3 separate regions of the Mus musculus genome follow, and regions 2 and 3 are each linked to region 1. A link is a contact called in public Hi-C and HiChIP or PLAC-seq data. All regions are on one chromosome and are shown on one strand. Each heading gives the region's core, a stretch centred on a gene start, on an enhancer-like site or on the middle of the called end of the contact. The rest is flanking DNA. Distances are from core to core; before and after follow the strand shown. Region 1 overlaps Junos (a long non-coding RNA gene). Region 2 overlaps Fggy (FGGY carbohydrate kinase domain containing). Region 3 overlaps Fggy (FGGY carbohydrate kinase domain containing).

Region 1 (3,840 bases), core at 462-2,961:
TGGGGCAAATTGTAGATAGTCCCCACTCTTTAAGAACTTGTAGTCGAATAAAGAAGGAAAACACACCACATTAGACAACCTAATTGGAGCATGAAGGGTCCTCTAAGGTACTATGAAAGAGATGGGAACATAGAAGACAAAGCATCCAATTACCTTGCCAATAAAGCAAGGGAGGTTCCAGAAAGGAGGTGACATTGGACTATAAATACACACTCTCCCAGAAGAGAAAGGGGGAGGAAGGTTTCTCTAGGCAGAGAGCACCAAAGCACTGCTGCGCACACACCGAATCCCTGCCACCTGCTTAAAGCACCGTCTCTAATGCCTAGAATTCTGTGGACTAGGTATTATCCATAACACTTCACAGAATAGGAGCATAGGCACACAGAGGTTAAGTACTTGGCCCGTGGTTAGAGGTCTGCTAAGACAGGCCTTGAAGTCAACTCTTGAAACCTGGTTTCAAAGGTCATCCTCTTAGACACTCACTCACTGAGAACTGAGTGGGGGCCATCTGTTAGGAGTTTCTTGTGAGGAGGGACACATAAACAGGAAGCAAGCCATGGGCTCTTCCTGTAGGCTTTCTCCACGCAGCCTTATGCTGCTAATCTCAGGAACTTGGACTTGCTAGATCCATAACAGAATTAATACTCTCTCTATCTCTTTCTCTCTCTCCCCCCTCTCTCTCTAGCTCATGTACAGAGGCAAGATTCTCTCTCTACTTATGAGGCCACAGAAGAGAAAGACACCTTTATTTACTTTTGACTGAAAACATTATCTGTCTACTGTAGACACACCTGTATCTTTGGTTAGTTGGATGTCAGTATCTGAGTTGTTCGATTTCTGTGTCCAACAGTTTGGGTAATGCATGAGGACATAGCCTTTGTTCGTCTCCTTTGCCACCCCCTGAGTGCCCAGCATAGCACTTGGCCACAACTGGTACTTAGACATTTCCAGTGAATATTTACTGAAAATGTGTTGAGTGACTTCTGGGTTTTGATTAATTATTTAGGAAGCAAATTGTGGGTTTATTTGCTTTGCTAGTAAGAGGACGTAGCTGAAGGAACTCTGAAGGTGAAAGAGACCTTTGTCTTAAGTCAGTGGTTTACAAAGTGCTTTTCTAAGTTTGCCTTCTGGATTCTAATTCAGCTACTGTCCCGCTCAAGCTTTCTGAGGTCATCACATCAGTGTTGGGAGACAGCAAGTTTGAGTCCCTATCCATTCTCATCCTTTACACCCTCTCGGATCGCCTGATCTCCTTCAGTCTGTGCCTAAACACTGTGAAGGAAGAAAGTTCATAAACTCATAGGGCACACTGTCCCCCTATCGGATGGGCAAGGACAGTACCACTGTCAACATGTCCTGAGCGCTTCTTGGGTACTAGGTTCGGTCCCTGTCGCCAAACATAATGACCAGACATTATTTTCTTTCTCCTCTCCTAGCTCTAAGACTCACGCCCTACTCTCCTGCCCTCCACTGCTCGCCCCGGGCTCTCCGGCCGCCACCGCCTGCCCCGCCCGCGCTTCGCCACCCCAGCCTCCCGCACCAGACGCCGGCTGCTCCTGCGCTCCCACGCCCGCGCACCTCGCTCTCCCAGCCCCGCGCTCCCACACCCGGCGCGGAGGAGGCGGGCGCCCGGGGCGAGGGCAGGGCGGCCACGTCAGCGGCGCCGGCTCGCTCCGCCCTCCGCGGGCCTCCCCATAGAAGGTAAAGCCTGGGCAGAGCCCGCGGGCGTCCTCAGGCTGGCAGCTCGGGCTGCTGGTTTCAGTTTCTGAAGAGCTAGGCCTTGAGCAAACACTGGCTGGCGGGAGGAGGGTGTTGGACGCCTTCCCAACAGATAATGTGATTCCCTGCCGCTGGGAGCCACCCACGGTGGGAAGGGGCAGCGCAGGGACCTGCGCAGGACAGCCACGGTCCTGGGCGGCTGGGGGAGCCTGAGCTCGGACCCTTCTTCCTCATCTGTAAGGCTGCCCCTCTCTCCGTGGACACTTAAAATGTTTGCTTTCTTTCTGAGAAAGAAACAGAGGGAGATCGCCAAGACCAACATGAACTCCAAACTCAGGGCATTCCTCACTCTACTCTGACCTTTTTGTAGATGCACTTTTTTTTTTCTTCTCAAAGGCCAGACCTATCCCTACCCAGCGGGTGACCTGTGTACATTTCCTAACTTCTCTGTCTCATTATCCTCACCCATAAAATGGGAGTAATGATACTTATCTTTAGATACGCTCCGAGGGTTAGATTAGCTATAGATTATACATATTAAGCACTTAGTGCCTTCAATCAGCAGTAATTAACATTATTATTAATTGTATTGTTATGGCGTATGACTAATCATGAGATAGATTCTTAGTGCTTCTGGGAGCATAAGTAAAAATATGCTCATTTAAAAAATTTTATTGAGGGAGGGAGTTTTATGAGGTGAATATAAAGAGTAGCACTGAGTCAGGATATAGTCGTGCATGTGTCTCATTTCATAAAGAAACTTGGAAAGCCGGCATTATGTCCACTGTACAGGTGAGGACTCTGAAGCTTCCAGAAGTCACTGGCTCATCTCAGACTCTGGGTCAGTATCTAATTTTTCTCTCTTTCTTTGAGACTTGTCCTTATATAGCCTAGAATAGTCTCTAACTCACCAAGTAGCTGGGGATAGCCTTGAACTCCTTAAAAAAAAAAAACAAAAAAACCAAATATTTCGTTTCCTCTTTCTCCCCCTCCTGCTCCTCCCCCACTTCGTGCGTGCGTGCTTGTGTGTGTGTGTGTTTGCCCAAGGAGTTCAAAAGACAGGAACTGGAATTAGAGGCTGTTAGGTGCTGCCCTATGCTGGTTGCTGGGAGGAGAGCATAGGTCCTCTGGGAGATCAGCAAGAGCTCTAATCTGCTGAGTCATCTCCCCAACTCCCAGACTTGAACTCGTGATCTTCCTGCCTCGTTAGCCTAAGTGTCACACACCTAGCTCTCTCTCCTCCAGTGACCACACCCCACCCCAGCAGGGTCACACCTGTTTGCCTCAGCAAAGGTACCTCCTTTCCTTTGCATAGCCTCCCATCCTCCCCGCATAGCCTCCCATCCTCCCTTTCGCCAAGCTCTTCAACCTGGAGAAAACCTAGTCAAGTCTGGATGCCAGAAGAAGGCCACTGTCTGCTCCAGGAGACTTTCTGATCCACCCCCACCACCTCCACCCCTCTTCTGCTGCCTGCAGCCCAGGCTGTACAGACTTGTTGTCACCACCATGTCTCTGTTTGTACTGTGCCTCCTCTCAGTAGGCCTCCACAGCTGACCGGTGCTGTCTACAGTCTTAGGACCACCCCCTCCCAGGTTTAGTTCTGAGCTTTACTGGTTGAAAGACTGGGATCTCTGATTTTTACTCTCTGCCTGTCACCTCCCTAATACAGAAGGTGGATTTCAGCAACACTGTCAGCTTGTAGTGTTGCGATCCATACAGGATGTCTGGGCAGTCAGTGGTCTGAACTTACAACTGACAAGGCTCAGGGAATGAGACAGCCTGAGGTCTTGGGTGTTACTTAGGGACAGAAAGAGGAACAGTGCCAACGGGAGAACCAAAATCATGGCTAGGCCTCAGAGGGGATGGTTCCAACCCAAGCCTCCCTGAATCTTCACATGTGGTCTTGGCCTTGCCTCTTTACTTCTTGGGATTCACCCCCCCCGCCCCCCCACCCCAAAGTTAGATTAAATACCATTAGCGGCCAGTCATTTGTCTGTGGGACTTGTACTGCCCTGTGTTCCCGGTTTAGGGTCACACACAGAAGGAACAGGAAGCACAGAACTCAGCCATTGCCTCTCATGAGCTGACAGTAACTATGGTAGTTTACAGTGTCTGCTGAGT
Region 2 (3,840 bases), core at 859-3,358, 450 kb after region 1:
TATTACTTTCATTTTTACTTAGCCACTGATTAATGAAAATTTTTGCCCATGGACTAGCACTATGGTTTTGGCATTTGAGAACAGCTGCTGCATTCGACCTCTAGGTCCATCAGCATTGGCATTTTGTGAACTCCAGAGACATGTTGGGAGAGGCGGGGACCATCAGAGAGATGCCTCTTACAGTTGTCTTGGTAGGCAGCCATGTGGTCTGGCCTTGTTTGGGGGGGCCAGAGGTCTGTCCAGGGACCTGAAAGAGAGTGGATCATTGTAGAAGTATTTATCCAGCGCCTCCCTAGCTCTTGGAAGCAGCAGCTGGATGGTGGTTATAGGAGGTGGGGCTCGGGTTCATGGCCAGGATTTCTCTCCAGTTCTTCCCATTGTCTGTATGATCTCGGCGGCTCATGTGCCTGAGGCCCTGAGGTCCCTATTTATGAAATGGAGTCCCTGGCATATTGGGTGTCAGAGTGGATACAGCAAACTCTTAATTACTTGATGCAGTAGTGCCTCTAACAGAACCTCTTCAGCATGGCTTCTGCTATTTGTTGTCTCAGTGGTCCATGTCTTCTGACTCAAAAATCCCCCAAAGGTATGCATTTGAGCATCATTGGAGAGATTACTAAGTCAGAGGACTCCACTGCGCTACCTGTTATTACAGCATTGCTAAGGGGTCTAAACTCTGTGAATCAAAACATTTGATTATTGGGATATATTTTTGATATGCTTGTTTCTGTGCCCAATTAAGTAATCCAACAGTGAAGGAGATAGGGTTCACATTGTTTAAGGGACAAGGCCTTGACAAAAATTATGCTTAATCTTTACAGACAGCTTTTAGGAAAGGATGCATACATGTAAATTTTAGTAGATTTACTAATTTATAAGCTTGTTGACACTATAAAATAAAAGATACTACAATAATGTTTAGTTAGGTTTAAATCAGAGACTTGCATTAGTAAGGGATATTCATATGTGAATATTTTATAAAGTTATGTAAAGTCATCTGACCAGAAAAACTGTCACTAGATATTATCTTATTTTGGATTGTGTTCGTATAAGTTTGAGTGAAAATTTTATTTTCAAAATAAACCCTCATTAAAAAAAAAGCTATTCTCCAAACCAAAACAATTTTAAAAGGATGTTTTCTTTTGTTAATTAATAAAAAAGTACACTAGTCACCTTTCTGTTCCCAAAGTCTCATCACTTTACAACAGAATCACAGCCTGGTCACCATGCCTTTGTCTTTAGTTTTATGGGCTTTGTGGGACACTTAACCTAAACTATAGCAAGATGCTCTGTGAAATGGGATCCCAAATGAGTCACGGTAAACAGACTCTGACCTCTTTGAAACAGAGGTTGCTTACTGTCTGCTCTTCAGACTTTGAAGAAAGATGAAGAAAATCACATTAGCAACTTCTACTAGGATATTGCCAAAATAACACTCATCCATTTGAACATGAACCTCTCAGTTCCTATTTAAACAGGAGCTCCCAGGTCCTATCTGAAGCAATGAGATATGCTAAGAGGGGCACACTTACTGCAGTCGCTGTCTGGTAGAGTTGGGAGGTCTGTTTCAGATTGTACTCAAGTTTTACACAGCTCACAGGCCAAGGTCACAGGACAGGGAGGTTGTCTAGGGGGTAAGGTAGGGTTAGATTAGGAGTACTAGGGGTAGTAGAATTTGTAAGGGATACTCTGTGGTACCTAAAGAATGAGCCCTGAAGAATGAGCACTAGGTAGTCAAGGTCCTTGGAGGTCTGTTTATAATTGGAATTTCCTTTTGGAACATCATGGTATAGATTCCAGTTGCCCATTAGCCACAGTGAGAGAAAGCCAGCAGTTGTTTGCCACCCACTTCCAGCTCTCTCACTCTAAGGACATTAACCTGAGAATTCCAAGGAGGAGCTTTGAGCACTCTCATGGCTCAGCTTCCTTTCTGATTAGGTGGAACATTCATCTTACTCCACACATCTCGAGAGTAGGCTACACAGTGCCCTAAGGCGAAAAAAATCCCAGTGTTAGCCCCTCTCATTCATGGGGATAGGACTGAATACAAGATACAGACCTTTCCACCGTTCCTTCTGAGTGGCATTTGACTCAGACGGTGACATCAGACATGACTTCATTCATTTAAAGGAAGGACTGAGAGAGTCAGGCTCTGCCCTTCTCTCCCCATACACAGTCTCCTTGAAGACATTGTTGTGTTCCCACTGCTTCCCACAGAATTTCTTCCTCTTCTCCTCCTCTTCCTCCTTCCTTCTTCATACTCTCTCTGTCATTGTCTTTCCCTTATTTTTCCTTCCATTCTGTTCATAGCTCATGCTTAGCCTGTTCTTTCTTTTTACCCAATACTCCCTTTGTCTTTTTGTCCACTTGCTTCTGTTGTTATTTGGCCTCCTTCTTCCTACTTAATCTCCATTGTTCCTGATCTCTGTGTATATCCTCTATTTGACCTGTTTTCCTTCTTCTCTGCTCTTTGTCCTCTTGTGAGAAATGCATGAGGGAGCTGGTTCTCCTTCCTCTTGACTGTTCACTTCTGGAATCTACCAGGTGCTTGCTGTCTCAATTGTTCTAAAGCTGCATACGCAGTCACCCTTTCCTCAGGGATGGATGGTGTCTGCCATTCCTTTCTGATTTCTTACTGATTTTAGGAGAAGTCTTTCTGACTGGCCCTCTCACAGTTTCTTCTCCTTGTTCATGGGCACAGTTGATGAGCCCTTATCAATGTTGCCCAGGCCCTGATGTTGTCTCTCCTTCCCTCCATCTCCCCTTCCTCACTTTTTAACTTCCCTTTATATTCATTTCTTTCTCATGGCAGTGCTTTCCTTGATAGCCATACAGATTCTGTGCTTTATAAAGCAAGTATTTTGGAACTTGAACAGTCATCAGGAGTAGTTCACATGTTCTCCCTAGCCAGCTTGAGGATTGTGAACAAGATTTTGTAATCAGAGGCTGGAGAGATGGCTCATTGGTTAAGAGCATTTGCTTCTTGTTCTGAGGACCAGTGTTCAATATCCAGTACCTACATGGCAACTCACAACTATCTGTAGCTCTAGTCCCAGGATATCTTCAATTTTCTGGCCTCTGCAGGCACTTCACATATATGGTGCACAGATGTACAAAATATATACAATAAAAGTAAAGGAAAAATTATTTAAACAATTATAATAATCTCCAAGCTTCCTCTTTAGTTGTATCTTCCAGCACCTCATAGACCCCAGAGCCAGACAGCAGGGAACACAGTAAGCTCTAGTGCCACTTTGTAGTTTCCTGGCTTTGATAAACTGGTGAATTTAATTACTCTTTGCTTCAATTTCATGTCCTATAACGATTACTGAATATCTTAACACACACACTCTCTCTCTCTCTTTCTCTCTTTCTCTTTCTCTCTCTCTCTCTCTCTCTCTCTCTCTCTCTCTCTCTCTCTCTCTCTTTCTCTCTCCTATAGGTCTTCTGGGAGACCATATAATCAAATATGTAAACTGCTTAGAACAATACTTAGTATTCAGGGAGCACTTCTGAAACTAATTCATTTGAATGCTAATTCCACTCCATTTCCCCAGTTTTTGGAGTCTGGTTATTCTTAATCAACTTTGATTCTGCTATTAATAGTTCTGTCACCAAATACATATGGGTCTCACGTTCTTCATATCAATGTTTAAGTCATAATATTATAATCTGCGTTCATTCAGTGAGGCTATGCATTTATTTGTTTGTTTGCTCTTTTTGGCATATGCTAAGTAAATGTCTATCTCCTTCACAGTCCTTGCTGCTCTTAAGTAACATGAAGGCCTATGTCTCCCATGCTCGATTCTAAGCTCCTTTTTAGGAAGAGTCTATAGTCTA
Region 3 (3,840 bases), core at 569-3,068, 420 kb after region 1:
GTTGAGTTCAGGCCCAGCTGCTCCAGTGAAGTGTGGGGAATACCTTCTGCTTCCAGATGTTGGTCTTCCTGTCAGTGTAATTTGGTGTCCCCGTAGTGATGGGCCTAGTGTGAAACAAAAAGCTTGCCTTTTAGACTCTCCTCTGGCTCAGGAGCATTGCAGAGACTCCCATGTGCTTGCGTCCACTCATAGAGAGGAGTGGAAGCGCGTGGCTGCATACACTGCTTGGCACAGGATACCTATGAGGCTGATTTGCTGTATGCCTGGCTAGGAAATGATTCTTCTTTTGGTTCCAAGGCTTGTGGATTCAGATTCACGGAGTAAATGCTCATCTCTTATGGCTCCGGCTCCATCTCTGCTCCCCTCTGCCCTCTTATTGTCTCAGCGTTGCTTAAGTCAAATTGTAATCAGGTGCTTAATTTCTGACGCCCATCCAGGAGTGGGAACAGAATGTGCTACGCGTGCCTGTTCTCTGACCACCTTGCTCAGTGCCAATAAAACCTTTGGGAAGTTAAATAAATAAATACACAGCCCCCAGCTAGGTAGTTGGATTCCCCTTTTCTGCCCACTTTGGAGAATGAATTTCTTGGCTGTCTGAGCAGGTCTGCTTGTCTTCACATGGCTTTTGCACTTGTCCACCACAGGTAGAGGGGACCATGATGTCTGGCAGAGACCAGGAACCAAGTCGCTACTATGTGGGCATCGATGTGGGAACAGGTAGTGTCCGTGCGGCTCTAGTGGACCAGAGAGGGCTCCTTTTGGCTTTCGCAGAGCAGCCAATTAAGAAGTGGGAGCCTCAATTCAACCACCACGAGCAGTCCTCAGAGGATATCTGGGCGGCATGCTGCCTTGTCACAAAGGTAAGAGCAGAACCGCGGCAGCCCCTCCCTGTGCATGCCCCCGCTGCTCAGCAGTTTCGTATGCGGGTACTCGGTCTGCACAAAGCATTAGAGGTAAATGGAGGCATGTGGCTGGGTGGGGTAGGCTTTGCCTTTCAGAAGCAAACCTTACTGTGAGTGACAGACAGCTGAAATGTGCTGGGAGGACTGCTGCAGCCAGTTCACAGAGCTAGAGCTGACTCTCAGGGCATGGTGGCAACGAAGACAGTGCAGACGATGTGGAAGCCTGAGCTGTGGAAACGAGGAAGGAAGAGTCATGGCGGCACCCAGTGTGTCTCTGTTGTATGCCAGTGTGTTAGCACATACTGTGGTGAATCCTTGGAACTTGGTGGAACTAGCCTTACAGCTAGCACTAATGCTGCCCCCAGGTCATTTTGTTCCAGGAGGAGATGGGGAGTGGAGTGCTGGTCAGCTTACCCGGTCATCAGGAGTTAGTGACTGGCAGCAGCAGGGCAAGAACCTAAACGTCTGATTCCTATTAACCATGAGCTCTGTATCCTCCCAGTTGGACACACAAGGGTCAGTGCATTGTGGGTAGGAGAAACAATGAGGGGCAGAAAACTATGGCATGCTCTAAGAAAGCATCTTCATATGAGCCCCACACATGCTCATCTTGAGTGGCCTGTGATAAGCCTGGGCTTGCTGTCTTAAGGAAGCAGGTGACGCTGGCTGTGACTAGTTCATGTCTCAATCATTAGTTTTAGTTTGTGATATTACTATGACTTCATATTTTGGTGATCATTAACAACAGACATTCTTTTATCTCCCTTTCCATCCCCCAAAAGGAAAAAAAAAATGAAACCCTGAGTTCTGGTCTTTCTCCCTGTTTCTAGTTGAGGTCCTTAAATATTCATGAAGTGCTTGGTAATTTTCAGCTGGACAGTCACCCATTTTTTTCTGTATTGATTGGTCTGGTTAAACTTTGATGAGCTCTGAGCAGCTGTTAGTGCCCCAGAGAAAACCACAGAGAGGTGGGTTGCGCTACCCAGACACTCTGCAGAAATAAAAGAGAGGTCATCTTCTCTTCTGCCTGTTTAATTTTCCTCTTCTCTCCCCACTCCCAGTCTCTGCCTCCATCAAAATCTTCTGCTCTTTGCCCTTGGGTCTCTTTTGTTCTTCTAACACTCTTGCCATTAAGGAAATTGTCAAGAAGAAAATATAGTTCCCTGATGAAGAGTTCCCTGAAAGCAGATCTACTCCAGCACAGCTTGGCTTAATGGCAGACTTTTAATCATCTCCCAGTGGTGGTCAGCTCATCATTTGTGTCAGCCCTGGTAGCCACAGAAGTGCAGGGCATTAGTGCTCAGCCAATACCTCTCACTGCAGCCGAGCTGCAGAAAGCCCATGGGCCTTAGGTCGTGCCTCACACATTGTATATGGAGATGTGCTGGAGTGTGATGTGTCTGCTCACAACCTCATGTGAGGAGGAGCTTCAAGGAGGCCTTTTTGATACTCGGAGTAGTCTGCAATTGAACTGCCTGGGTAGGAGTCCCTGACTTAGCAATGTGTAGCTGTGATCTTGGACTCATTACCATTTCTTGCCCAGTTTCCTTCTCAATAAAAGAAGATTAATGAGAGTCCCCAACTTCAGAAGACTCTTGTGGTGATTACAGTTTATAAAACGTCCCAGCAGTGTCAGGGGTTAAACAACCACTGTTGCCGGTGGTGGGCATGGTAACAAGGTGAGCAGATAGGGAGTGGATTTCTGAGACAAAAGAGAAGAAATGCAGGTGCGAGAGAATGCCTCTGGGAAACGTCCACCCGTCCCTCTGCCCAGGGCTCCTTCTGTGGAAGCCTTAAGCAGTGGTCTAGGACTTGAACTGCTGCCTCTTCTACCCTGGCCTGCCTTTGCTTCGTCAGTGGCTCCGGAAAGCAGAGATCTTGAGAACAATGGTGAACTGTCTTTCTTTTTTCTTTTTCTTTTTCCCTCCTGAGAGATGTTTTTCCCCTAGTCCAGTTAGTAAGAAGAGTAACAGTAGTAATGACAAGGCGGTGATGATGTCAGCAGCTTATATTCGTTGCTGATTGACCATGTGCTAGATGTGTGCTCAATACTGTGTGCCCATCACGTCACTTGGTCCTTATAACAACCTTTGCGGACAGTTTTTCTTCTCATGAAGATGAAAAAAGAAGGCTTTGAAGTAGTTCAGACAAGGGCTTTTAAGATGACTCAGAGACAGGTCTTCAGGCCTCTTTCTCCCCAGCCTCAGCCCTTCCCTGTGAGTCCTGCTTGCAGTTAGAGGTGTTGTAGGTTGCTACTGTGTGGGGCCAGGAACTTACCTTGTTAACTAAGCACTGCATGGTCGTGCCTTTTCCCAGGCTGCTGCTTCTGGGAAAATGTGGGCCCTTAAAATTGGTATGCTTTTATTAGGCCAGTACTCAATACAGCTAAAACGTTCTCTGGAAACACGCAAGTCCTAGGAGACACATACAATCCCATATCTTAAAGTGTGCTTTTTGGGTCTACTGTATCAAGGAAACATCACAAGTTTTTAGATTTCCACTGGGAAAAAGATAAGCTGAAAGAATCATCATATATCCAATGGTCATTTGTTAATTGCTCTTATTTTTATGTTTGTATATATGCATTTATGCATATGTTATGCACATGTTCATATGGGTGCACATTTGCATACAGGCATGCATGTATGTGCATGTGTGTACAGGTATGCTTGGTTGTGTGCACAGGTGTACGTGTGTGAGCGTATATGCAGTGTGTATGTGCTTGATGACAACCTGGGATGTCAGTTCTTAGGATCCATCCATATCCTTTTTGAGACAGAGTCTCTCCCAGGGGCCTGAGCTCACCTAGAAGGTTATGTTGGCTGGCCATTGAGCCCTAGTGATGCTCTGATCTAGACCTCCCAGCACCAGGATTGAAAGCAACAAGCCAGCTGTTTTTCCTGGCGCTAGGGATCAAACTTAGTTCTCATGCTTGTGA

The links. A called contact is a pair of places that touch in the nucleus more often than the background predicts. HiChIP or PLAC-seq counts read pairs in DNA pulled down with a chosen protein or histone mark.
Region 2: an H3K4me3 HiChIP or PLAC-seq map of bone marrow-derived macrophages shows a contact between it and region 1, with 3 times the contacts expected there. The contact joins two enhancer-like sites. A contact is called at or near these places in 4 of 484 Hi-C or Micro-C datasets (brown adipocytes, liver, myocytes and 1 more), 4 of 115 datasets of contacts at active chromatin or transcription factors (bone marrow-derived macrophages, extraembryonic endoderm stem cells, fibro-adipogenic progenitors and 1 more) and 1 of 9 other capture datasets (adipose tissue).
Region 3: a contact with region 1 is called in a Hi-C map of liver, with 1.7 times the contacts expected there. The contact joins two enhancer-like sites. A contact is called at or near these places in 2 of 484 Hi-C or Micro-C datasets (liver and nephron progenitors), 1 of 115 datasets of contacts at active chromatin or transcription factors (embryonic stem cells) and 1 of 9 other capture datasets (adipose tissue).

The regions. Positions count from the first base shown.
Region 1 is chr4:95,159,755-95,163,594 of GRCm38.p6, forward strand. It overlaps Junos (a long non-coding RNA gene), which reads left to right. Exons shown (of 5, transcript XR_867920.3): 4 at 1,437-1,701. Among named protein-coding and RNA genes, the nearest start is that of Gm12708, 32 kb to the right of the region's middle. Within about 2 kb of position 1,712, at least 294 of the 459 cell types and tissues checked have an H3K27ac peak or open chromatin away from gene starts, as enhancers often do. A contact at or near this core is called in bone marrow-derived macrophages and liver, where this site is marked.
Region 2 is chr4:95,611,338-95,615,177 of GRCm38.p6, forward strand. The region is part of intron 4 of Fggy (FGGY carbohydrate kinase domain containing); the gene reads left to right. Among named protein-coding and RNA genes, the nearest start is that of Fggy, 56 kb to the left of the region's middle. Within about 2 kb of position 2,109, at least 4 of the 459 cell types and tissues checked have an H3K27ac peak or open chromatin away from gene starts, as enhancers often do. A contact at or near this core is called in bone marrow-derived macrophages, where this site is marked.
Region 3 is chr4:95,584,588-95,588,427 of GRCm38.p6, forward strand. It overlaps Fggy (FGGY carbohydrate kinase domain containing), which reads left to right. Exons shown (of 16, transcript NM_001113412.1): 2 at 645-860. The coding sequence starts at 657. Among named protein-coding and RNA genes, the nearest start is that of Fggy, 29 kb to the left of the region's middle. Within about 2 kb of position 1,819, at least 9 of the 459 cell types and tissues checked have an H3K27ac peak or open chromatin away from gene starts, as enhancers often do. A contact at or near this core is called in liver, where this site is marked.